Linked DNA regions of Gossypium hirsutum: region 1 is linked to region 2. Evidence: chromatin contacts called from public Hi-C data. All regions are on one chromosome and are shown on one strand. The core of a region is the stretch at or near the end of the contact, and the rest is flanking DNA. Distances in the headings are between cores, read along the strand shown.

Region 1 (5,459 bases), core at 885-3,384, 74 kb after region 2:
TAACAATTTTCGTTTGACTTAAAATGCCATAATGAAACAAATTTCTGGCTAATTTCGCGTCCAATTTGTTTAAATTTCTTAAGTAGTTGATAAGAATTACAGCCAAGAGAATGACACGGGATAAAAGCAAAATTTTTGACTACTAAAAACGCTATTGTATGCCTTTCTTTATTCGCATTGTCTGTTCTAATTGAAAGCTTTCTTTATCCGATTCTTTTATAGTTCAATTTTTTTTATGAAACAATTTTGAATGTCACAAATCTATGAGCCAAACTCGAAACAATTTTCTTTTTCGATCTCCGAACTAACCATCAGATTGACTTAGACCTAAAGTATGTTATTCTACTTATTAATAGGTACTAATCTACTATACTGATCATTGAATAGTCGCTTGAATAAAAACTTAACAACCTGATGACTTAAATAAAAATTTTCGAATAGTTCAATAATCTTTTTATAAATTTTTAAAATTGAGCTTACTAATAATTAATGGCTTTGAATGTAATTTACCCTTTACATATATATAATTTTTAATAGCCCATTGCAGGCATTATTCAAAATAATTACAAATGGAGTTGTCGTTTTATTTAATAAATGGCTACAGCAATTATTCAACTGTTTTGGAGCGTGTATAAGGCACGAATGAAAGGCACCACAAGTTGGCTGGGCCTTTCGCATCTGCCGCGCAACACACGCTTCATAATATCTCATTATCAGTCAACCCAGTGCCTGCTCTCTCTGTTATAATTAATCCAAATATTAATTTAGTTAGAAAATGGTTAAAACTTTATTTTTAAAAATAAATAACACATGTTATGAGATCGATATTTGGGTAATTATTTGATATAATTGTGAAGTTTTTTAGATTCTTTAAGTGGGTTCAGAATATAAAAGTGTCGTATTTATTTATATATTTAATTTTTTATTTGTAGATTACATTTTATAAAATATTTGTCACACCCTTAATTCTTTCGTGGAATTTAAAAAACTCTACTAACAATATACGGTATAATTTTCTATAGTATTTGTCTTTTTAATAATTTATATAATTTTTTTTAAAAAAAATACACCAAAGTTTCAACCTGAAATTATGGTAATAATAAATAAGTTGCAACTAATTCTTTAAGGGAGTAATATATATATATATATATATTTTAATGTTTTTACTTTTCGCCCAGATATTCAATTTTTGAACACTCTTACATCCTCTCTTTATATAAATTTTTTTAGTTAAAATATAATTTTAATCCCTCTAGTATATCTAAATTTGAAATATCTCTTTATTTTTTTAATATCATCACTCTTAATTATTTTAGTTGAGATGTCAACATGAATTTTTATGAAAAGAATTTTCTAACACTCGCAAAAAAAAAAATATCTACGTCAACTTAATGAGTTGGTAAGGTGTTAGGTCAAAGGATACTACATATTAAAGTAAATTAAATTTCAAATTTGAGGCTAAAACCAATTTTGATATATATATTACTCCTTTAGTGTTTCTCATTATTTTTAAAAGTATTTTTGATGACTAAAAACAAGAAGCTAAATAGACAGATTTTAAAGTTCAAAAGTGTTATGTAATATTTATATTTTGAAGTCAAACAACATTCTCAACACTTATTTATAATTTAATGTATTTTATAAAATATTTTTTTGTTACATTTTAAATATTAAAATATATTTTACAATAAATTAATTTTATATTCTTATTAAAATATCATAATATAAAAATTTTTTGAACGTTATTAAAGTAGATTACATGGCATAGCATCACCAACTAAAAATTAAAGTATATATAATCTAAAAATGCACAAAATTATATAAGAAAAACTTTAAGTGATACGTGATATTTTAAGATTTAGAGACCAAAAATGACGGAATTCAAACAAAAATGTGAAATTTATTAGAGGGTTTATGATGATGGGGAATTCATATTTTTACTGAAAGTAGAGTAATGTGGGATAAAAAAAGAAAGCGAAAGAAAAGAGGTTGGTTGGGTAGTCGAAATCAGATGGCCAAAAAGCCATAGATACTAAGTGGTAATTAAGGGAAGTGGGGTTTATTTTAGTTATACAGCCTGGCTTTGCTTGTTCTGTTTTGTGTCTCTTTTTCATTTTCTAGAACATCTCAACTTGTTGTTGGGTCTATGGCTCCACCACATGCCTCTGCACATGCACAAAATATCCTAATATCCTCTACCCCGCACCAACTGCTTCTTACTTCATTTTTCTTTTCTTTTTAATTCAAAGAAATGATACTTGTTAAAATAATTTATGCTATTTCTGAAATCTTTTCCGCATGTATAATAATATATCAACTTATTTTTTCACGTAATATTAAAAAATATATATCATTTTAGTTAATTAATTTAATATATATTCTGAGTCAAAACTGAAATATCAAAATTTGAAAAATATAAAAATAAAAAATGATCAAATTGGAGGATAGGGACTAAAACCACAAACTTACACATAGTATCAAACTAATAGCAAATTTTGATTTAATAAATTTATACTACCATTTGATTCATAACTGAAACTTTAAAACTCAAAAAATAAAAAATTAAATTTAACCAAATTAGAGAATAAAAATTGAATCCAAAACTTATGTATAATACCAAAAAATGATAACAAAATTTGTTTTATTATTTAAATTCACGAGTGATTGATATTACAAATTAATCGTGTAACCCCTAAATCCAATCTAGACGTTAAGACTGAATTCAGAAGATTACATTTGCCACCTAAATGGCCTAGTAACGATCGGAGTTTTGTAAAACAATTGTTTAAAACACTTGCTTATTTTTTTTTGAAGAAATACTTAGCGTGTTATCTTCATTTTACTAAAAGATATAATTTTCTCAAAAACGATAGAATTTAAATTTTACTTAGAAAAGTCGATTTCCAATTTTTATATGTTTTTCAAATTTCATTTACATAACAATGCAACGGAAAAAGTGATACTTAACATAAGTTTAATGGAAACCAAATTTTATGCATGATTAATTAATAATCCATATTTCAATAACCTAAATCAAAATAAATGTCATGCATGCCAAATAAACCCGAACTTAAGTCTCATGCTACAGTTTAAACAAAAATACAGTTTTCTGAATAACAAAAATTGCAAATAACAAATCTAAAATACTTTTATAAAAAAAATTAGCTTTCCGAGCCAAGACCTTTTGGGTGCCAAGTTCGTGTCTTAACTTGGAGGGTTATTTGAAAATATGGAAATTAAAGTGGGGTGAGCTTAAAAAGCTCAAAATGAATCCTATTACAAGAAAACCAATGCATGGCATTAGACAAAACATATGAATAACAACTCACAGAATAATCACAATTGAATAACAAATCGGATTATCGGTTTTTTAAATATAATATCTCAGAATTCATAGTTTTGCATGTAAGTGCTTATGAATGGCAATGCAATTTCAGTTTATCAAAAAAAGATCCTACCCAACTGCACTACATACCACAGTAAGAGTTCCCTAGAACTCATCCATCCCTATACACCGCGTTGTGGATAAACCACCAATAATTTGTAGATAAATTACCGGTAAAAATTGTGGATAAATCACTAGTATTTTCAGATAAAAAATTTGCAGACAAGCTGCCAATAAGTTTTGGATGAATCACTAGTGTTTGCAGATTATTAAACTGCCAGTACTTCCTCCATTCATATTGTCTCATCCCATGCAATACAATATGCCAAGCTTGTAACAGAATAGTACAGAAACAATAGACATGTTTAACATGTGTAACACCCCAAAACTCAGCCCAAAAGTTATGACCTGATTTCGGAGGTCACATTGGCCCCGAAGTGGTCCAAATCAAAACGCCGTAAAAATTGCTAAAATTTCATTTCATAAATCATTTATTTCACTCATTTAATAAACCCAGAAATACACATAACTTACACCTAACAAATAATGATTTTATTTTTGTTAAAATTAAATTTAACCATGTTGATATTTCCTGAATTGATTTACAGTCATTCCACATCAACCAAATTGTTACTTGAAAATTTCAAAAAAAAAAAACATCATTGCATCAGAAAAACTGTTATTTTGCGATAATTCAAAATTCATGAAAGTAATACCTTAAACTTTGAGTTTTTAAAATTGAAGTATAAACCTTGTAAAACAGCGAAAAAGTTTGATGTTTTCTTATAGTCGGAAAACTCATAGGTTATTACCTTAAAACCATGTGCTTATAACATGAAATATGTCATTTCGATAAATGAAAACCAATGCATGAAATCGAAATTTACGTCCAGAACCCAAAAACCAAAACCCAGACCATAATTTATATAATCTCTTTTACAGATATATTGAAAATGCCTTATTTAAAACTTACGAAAATTTATTTAAACCAACCAATACGAAACATTCTAAGACCTCCAATTTGCCGAGTCCAGCTCCTAATCACGAAGGTTACCTAAAAAGGAGTAAACTAAAGGTATGAGCTACAAAAGCTCAGTGTGAGTCTAAAACAAACACAAATAAGCAGTAATAGACTAATACCTTGAATGCAGAGTTAATTAACCGGACAAACTTACATTAGCAAAATTCGAAACATAAACAGAAAACATGTCAGAATAATGCATAATATCATCAATACACATAACATATATGCATAACGAAATCAGATGAAGGATGATACAAAATCCCGCCTAGCCAACCGTTACACACCATCTCCACAAATCACACACACACACACACACACCAATAAGGGCATTGTAGACCCATCCAACCGAACACACCTCAATATGGTCGTATGCAACTTTTATTATTGCGGTTAAACCGCTAAAATATAGTTGTGCAGTGAAATTGCCAATACGAACTTCCTTCTTTTCGAAATCAATTCTTAATCCCAAATGCAGATGCAAACCATATCAAATCAAAATGCACACGAATTTACAAAGTTGACATACTTGTATTTAGTTTCCATATTAGATAAGCATTTTTGCAAATCAGCTTAGTTTAATAGAAACAGAATCAAACTTACTCGTATACAGTTTCAAAGTAGAGGAACAATAATAAACAATTTCCAAATATCGCATCCAATCATTTTTGTATTCCGAGTTTAGCATAACGCATTACATAATTAACTTGAACGAACATTGAAATTAGCTCAATTAAACACGTATATAAAAGCTTAAACATGTAAAGGATTGTTGAGGGACTAAAACGAATCATTCTACTATAAAGAGTAAAAATTGTAAAAACAGGACCACACGGTTGTGTGGCTACCCATGTGGTTCAAAAACCACCCCAAAATTGGCTGACAATTGTGAAATTCAACACCAATTCGACCCCTAATTACATCAATTTCATAAACACACTTGATTACGCGATTCCTAACACCAACTAACGATTAAAACACCCTAAAAAACTAACCCGATTCAACACTTGTTGAACAAAGAACTAAAGAACACACGAAATCCTTGATAAGCGA
Region 2 (5,767 bases), core at 22-2,521:
TTTGTACATTTTTTAATGTTTAATTTTTTTGAATATTTTTTAACTTTTAAATTATTTATTGATGTTGCGTCATGTTAGCATGAAGTACACATAAATTGCCACGTCAATATTGTTAAAAAAAAAGAGAATGTTTTAGACAACATTTCTGTTAAAAAGCGATTTGACCCTTTTTGAAAAATTAATGATCAAATTTAGTTTTACAAAAGAATAATGACCAAAATGACAAAAAAAAAATTGTAGGTATTAAAAATTAAATTTAACATTATGTCTTATTTTGTGCTTTCTAGTTAGGGTTTGAAAAGTTTGTTGATTAGTGATGGTGACGCTTTTATGGAGAAACAATGATAGTTGAGTAGATGATAAGATTATTGAATCGTTGGTTTAAAAATAAATAATGAAATATAAATTCATAAAATTTTATAAAAAAGATATAAGCTGGTTCATTCAGTTGAACCAATTTTTCATCGATTTACGATTTAATTTCATCGGTTGGACTACTGATTCTGACATCATTGCTTAAGGTTTTATTTCATTTTGGGTGAGTTTGTAAAGAAATGGAGGGATAAAGTACATAGTTGCATAAAATTTGAGTAGTAGCTTCTTTGTTTGAAGTATAACAACAGTTGGGCAACCGAAGGAAGCTGAAAATTGAGTGAAAAGAGCCGCATGAGTATTTGTGGTTCAGCATACATATATGAAGCTGATGTAAAACACATGAATGAAATAATAAAAACTCCTTTTAATTCTCTCTCCAATTCTCTTCTTTCTTCTGCTTTAAATCACCAATCACTTATTCTCTGACAGGATAGTGTGAAAATGTATGTAAATTGAACACAAGTTATTTAAACTCAGAATTTTGAAATCCCTTGAAAGATTATCTTTGTAAAGGTTTCCTCCATAGTTGGCAAAGTTGTATTAGCCAACAACCTCTTGAAGCATTATGTTGGCATGAGAGTCTAAGCAACCCCATTCCATTTCTTCAATCATAAATACAAAAGGTGGGTGGAAGAATTTGATTTGAATAGAATCAACCAGAAAACAAAATTAACCTTACTTTTAAGATATTAATTTTTTAGTTTTTTTTAAAACAATTCTTTTATATTTTTTGGAAGTTTTAAAAGTTTCTTTTTTCACAAAGGTTAAGGTGTATATTGCTTATATACTAACTGATCTAAATCCTGTTACATTTTAAAAATGACAACCTGTTTAAACTGGTAAATTTCAGTTGGGCTGAAAATGTGTCTTAAAGCCTCAAATCCAACCCATATTTAGTAGGGTGAAGAACAAAATAACAAGGAGGAGGCTAAGCAGCCAAGGAGGAGCCATATCCTTAAAATATGAGAGCTGCAAAAAAAACAGAAAGGCAAAATCCAATGAAGGTATTTGTTCTTTGTTTGTTAAGGTACCATTAATGGCAAAATCCTATGGTATCATGTTACATTTACCTATAGGTTAGCCCAATATGAATAGGCTAATTAAGGTAGTTAGAATGCCTTAAAACTCCTAACTGTGAGTCAAGGAATTGAGCATGCTAAGTAGTTATCAAATTGTTAACAAACTGATCAGTAAACAGATTAAGTATACCAACATGATCATTAGGTTATTGGGCAACTCAAATGCTAGCTCTGCAACTTTCATATGCACTCTTTTCCTCATTACACTGTTAAGCTGCCTTTTTTTTTTTAATTTTTACAAAAAAGTCCAATTCATCTTTCATACGACAACTCCCAAGTCCAATCCATCATCGAAAAGATATCTGTTTCAATCAACTTTTTCTAGAAATATTTTGTCGAGAACAAAAATTAAAATAGGAATTATTATTATTCTTGTGAACAAAGTAAACCCAGATGTAAAATTATATATGAATTTGTATCTCCTCGTAATCTAAAACCGCCAATAGATCTTCACATTAGGATGCTCTTTTTTAATCACACATATATATATATATAAAAGAGCAAACGAGTGTTTGATTAGTGCATAATATGTTTGGTTGTGGGCCTAAGGCAAGCAGGCCCAGCTAGCATTAGCATCAATAAAGTGCAGTGCCAGCTATAAAGTATAATGGAATTAGTATTCCCTCTTCTTTGCCTTTACAATAATGGGATATCAATTATATTCAAATATCTCCCACTAAATATTGCTACAACCAATCAATAATTAAAAAGCATACCATATTTCATTTCTCCTTTTATTTCTCTCCCTCCTAACCATCACTCTTTCAACATTAATTATTCAAAATTCATCTAACTATATCTATATTATTTATAAAATTTTTAATTAAATATCGATTGAGTCTCAGTTCAACTGATATGAGCATTATTGTTAATGTAGGAAAACTTAGATTTGAGTGCGCTAAAACGTATTATCCTCCTATTTATGAGTTGGGGAGGGACTATAAGTAGTTCTAAGAATTGTGTTATAAAGAGTCAAAACCTATAATGAGGAAGATGTTTGATTTTTAAAAATATTTTTATTTTAATTTTAAAAAGTTTAAAAAACACATTTAGTAAATAAAAATTTGTTTTCATTAATGAAAATATGCAAAAATTTTTAATACATATTTTCCTATAATAGAAACATGAGAAATAAAATAAAAAAAATTCTATATTTATATGGATTCCATATTTGAAAGTTAGAAAAATATTTTTGCTTGTTTTAAAATTTTCTTATTTTATGAAGCATTTTTAAATATAGGAATGAAATCAACTATTTGTTTTTTTCCCCTGCTTTTAACATATTTCATTTTTCAAAATCTTTAATCTTATCATTAGTTTATTCTATTTTTTAAGAAAACCAAAATGAAAGCACTTCTGTTTCTTGAAACTAAACATGATTTATTATAAAAATATTTATATTTTTAAATAATTATATATATATTTGAAATTAAATAGATGAAACTATAATATTAATATAAGTCTCAAAATAGATGAGTTATAAAATTTTGATTTTGGATTAAAACATATTTTATTTTCCATAGTTATTTTTATATATTTAAATTCGTAAGGATATTAGGGGTTTTTTCTCTTCTTTTTTTTTGTTCCTTTCGTCTACACGAATTCACAGGTAGGCGAGTATGCCTTTCTCTCAATCTTTTTGAGCGTTGAAGAGTTTTGAGTTTTTTGTTTCATAAAGTGCCCATTTATCGATGGAGGAAGATCTAGCTAATTTAAGTATTGGCAATGAAGAGGAAGACCCATTACTAGAACAAGATGAGGAAGAGGGATATGAAGATTTTTGCATGTGCCTGGTGGGAAAAGTCTTAACTAACGGGATAGTTCACTTTCCATTGATGAGAAACGTCCTGGCCAAGCTATGGCACCTAATTGCGGGTGTCTCCATTACCGAGATTGAAGAAAAAGAACTCTTTTTTCTGTTATACAACAAACTGGATTTAAAAAGGGTTATTGATGGTATGCCTTGGTTCTTTAATAGACATTTAATTATCTTCCACTGGCTAGAAAAAGGGAAGGATCCAATACAAGTCCTACTGGTTATCACAAATTTTTGGGTGTACATCCACAATTTGCTGATAGGTTGTATGTCAGAAAATATGGCAAGACAGATGGGAAATTTCATTGGCCTTTTTTTTTTTAAATATGATGTAGTAATTATCTTTAAAGGAGTAAGAAAATTTATGTGCATAAAAGTACGATTAGATGTTTGGAGCCTGCTTAAAAGGAAGAAATGTATTATTTTTGGACAGGATAAATCAACCTATGTTACATTCTAATATGAAAAGCTGTCATTATTCTGTTTTTTATGTGGGAGATTAGGGCACGAGGAAACCTTATGTCCAATTTATTTAACATTAGGTTCACAAGAGGTGGTTTTTGGGTGGGACATATCCCTTTATGCCTCATCAAGGAGGACTACTGTGATAGATAGCCAATGGATTCGAGAGGAACTAAGGGGTATGGTAGAATCGATTCTAGGGAAGGTGATTGAAGGAAGAGTATGCAAATAGAGCCTACTATCAGAAATAAAGTTAACGAATCAATGGTGAAAGGTGTTATAGTGGAATTAAGAAATAAAAGTATCAAAGATCGATAAGCAAGGATGACATGCAAGAATGGGGTGGAGTGTCCTACAGATCTCAATAAAGCGAAAGATGAAGGGGGTATGTGGAAGATCAGCCTATAGTTTATTAGAGGGTAAGAAAAGACAACAGAAAAATCATATTGATGTTACTAACAAAAGTTACTAACAAAAATCCAATAGAAACAGATTCAAATAATTTTATATTTGCGACTGCTAATAAGTAGGTTGATCGGTCGAAATGAAAACTTTAAGTTTGAACATTCGTGGATGGGGGTAACCACAGATAATAAGGTGTCTGAAAAACTATTTGAGACAGGTTTAGCCTCAACTTTTGTTTCTAATAGAAACAAAAGTAAGCTCAAGGAAGATGGAAAGGATAAGAAGATCATGCGGGTTTGTACATGGGATTGTTGTTAGTGTGGAGGGCTCAAGGGGGGATTATCATTAGGGTGGAAAAATAACCATAATATTAATCTAAAAAGTTTTTTAACTCCTACATCGACTTACTGAAGACAACGGGGGAACAAGCTAGAGGTTCACTGGATTTTATGGGGCTTTAGTTGAAAATTTGAGGAAAGATTCATGAAATTTGTTAAGACGTCTAAATAAAGAAGCCTAATCACCATGGCTTGTTATGAGTGATTTCAATGAAGTAATGTTCTCTTTAAAAAAAAAGAGGAGGGAGACTATGGGAAGAGCGTCAAATGAAAGCATTTAGGGATATACTTGAAGAATGTGATTTAAGTAATCTAGGTTTCCAAGGGTAGTGGTTCACTTAGGAGAGAGGGAGGTTGGTAACTAACAACATAAGAGAATGTCTTGATAGAAAAGAGGCAAATTCATAATAGTGAGCACATTTTTTAGAATATGTGGTATCACATCTAAACAAGAGTTTTTCTGATCACTGCCCAGTGTTAATGGACACATCCGATAAAAGGAAAGGATTAGTGGATACATCTGGTAAAAGGAAAGGATCCCAAGTAAGGAGAAGAATTTCGTTTCGATTTAATGCTGACTGGAATTTAGAAGAGGATTTTGAAGATCAAGTTAAACAAGGTTGGGCAATGAGCAAAGAGGAGCTTCCAAAAAAACTAAACGATTTGGGGTTGTTTTTAATGGAGTGGAGTAAAAATAATAAAGGTAGACTCATGCAAAGAAGGGATGAACTGAATGCTAGGTTAAGTTGTTTAAACAATAATAATTCAGACGAAGATAATCTAGCAGAAATTACGGAGGTCAAATTGGCTTTAAATAAGGAAGTTGATAAAGAGGAATTGAATTATTTTGGGAGTAACGTGCTAGAGTCAAATTGGTTACGAATGGGGGATCGTAATACTTCCTTCTTTCATAATTTTGCAAAATTAACAAAGGTAGACGCATGCAACCAATGGATGAGCTAAATGCCAGATTAAGCAATTTGAAAAATGATAATCTGGACGAAGATAATCTAGTCGAAATTACGAAGGTCAAATTGGCTTCAAACAAGGAAGTTTATAAGGAGGAATTATTTTGGGAGCAACGTGCTAAAGTCAATTGGTTATGAATGGGGGGGTCGTAATACTTCATTCTTTCATAATTTTGCACCTTATTGTAAGCGTAGAAGTACTATCAAGGGGCTTGAAGCTTCGGTTGGAAGATAGGTGGAGGGAGATGCGAAACTTCTTAATTTGGCAACAAATTACTTTAAGGAGCCATTTTCATCAAAACCCGTTTCCAGTAGTGAAGTACT

Evidence for each region. A called contact is a pair of places that touch in the nucleus more often than the background predicts.
Region 1: a contact with region 2 is called in a Hi-C map of leaf, with 2.3 times the contacts expected there. The contact joins two enhancer-like sites. A contact is called at or near these places in 4 of 34 Hi-C or Micro-C datasets (leaf, stem and an unstated tissue).

Annotation. Positions count from the first base shown.
Region 1 is chrD13:12,893,242-12,898,700 of Gossypium_hirsutum_v2.1, forward strand. No RefSeq gene overlaps it. Among protein-coding and RNA genes, the nearest start is that of LOC107920479, 15 kb to the right of the region's middle. Within about 2 kb of position 2,135, at least 5 of the 9 cell types and tissues checked have an H3K27ac peak or open chromatin away from gene starts, as enhancers often do. A contact at or near this core is called in leaf, where this site is marked.
Region 2 is chrD13:12,819,815-12,825,581 of Gossypium_hirsutum_v2.1, forward strand. No RefSeq gene overlaps it. Among protein-coding and RNA genes, the nearest start is that of LOC121202983, 8.8 kb to the left of the region's middle. Within about 2 kb of position 1,272, at least 6 of the 9 cell types and tissues checked have an H3K27ac peak or open chromatin away from gene starts, as enhancers often do. A contact at or near this core is called in leaf, where this site is marked.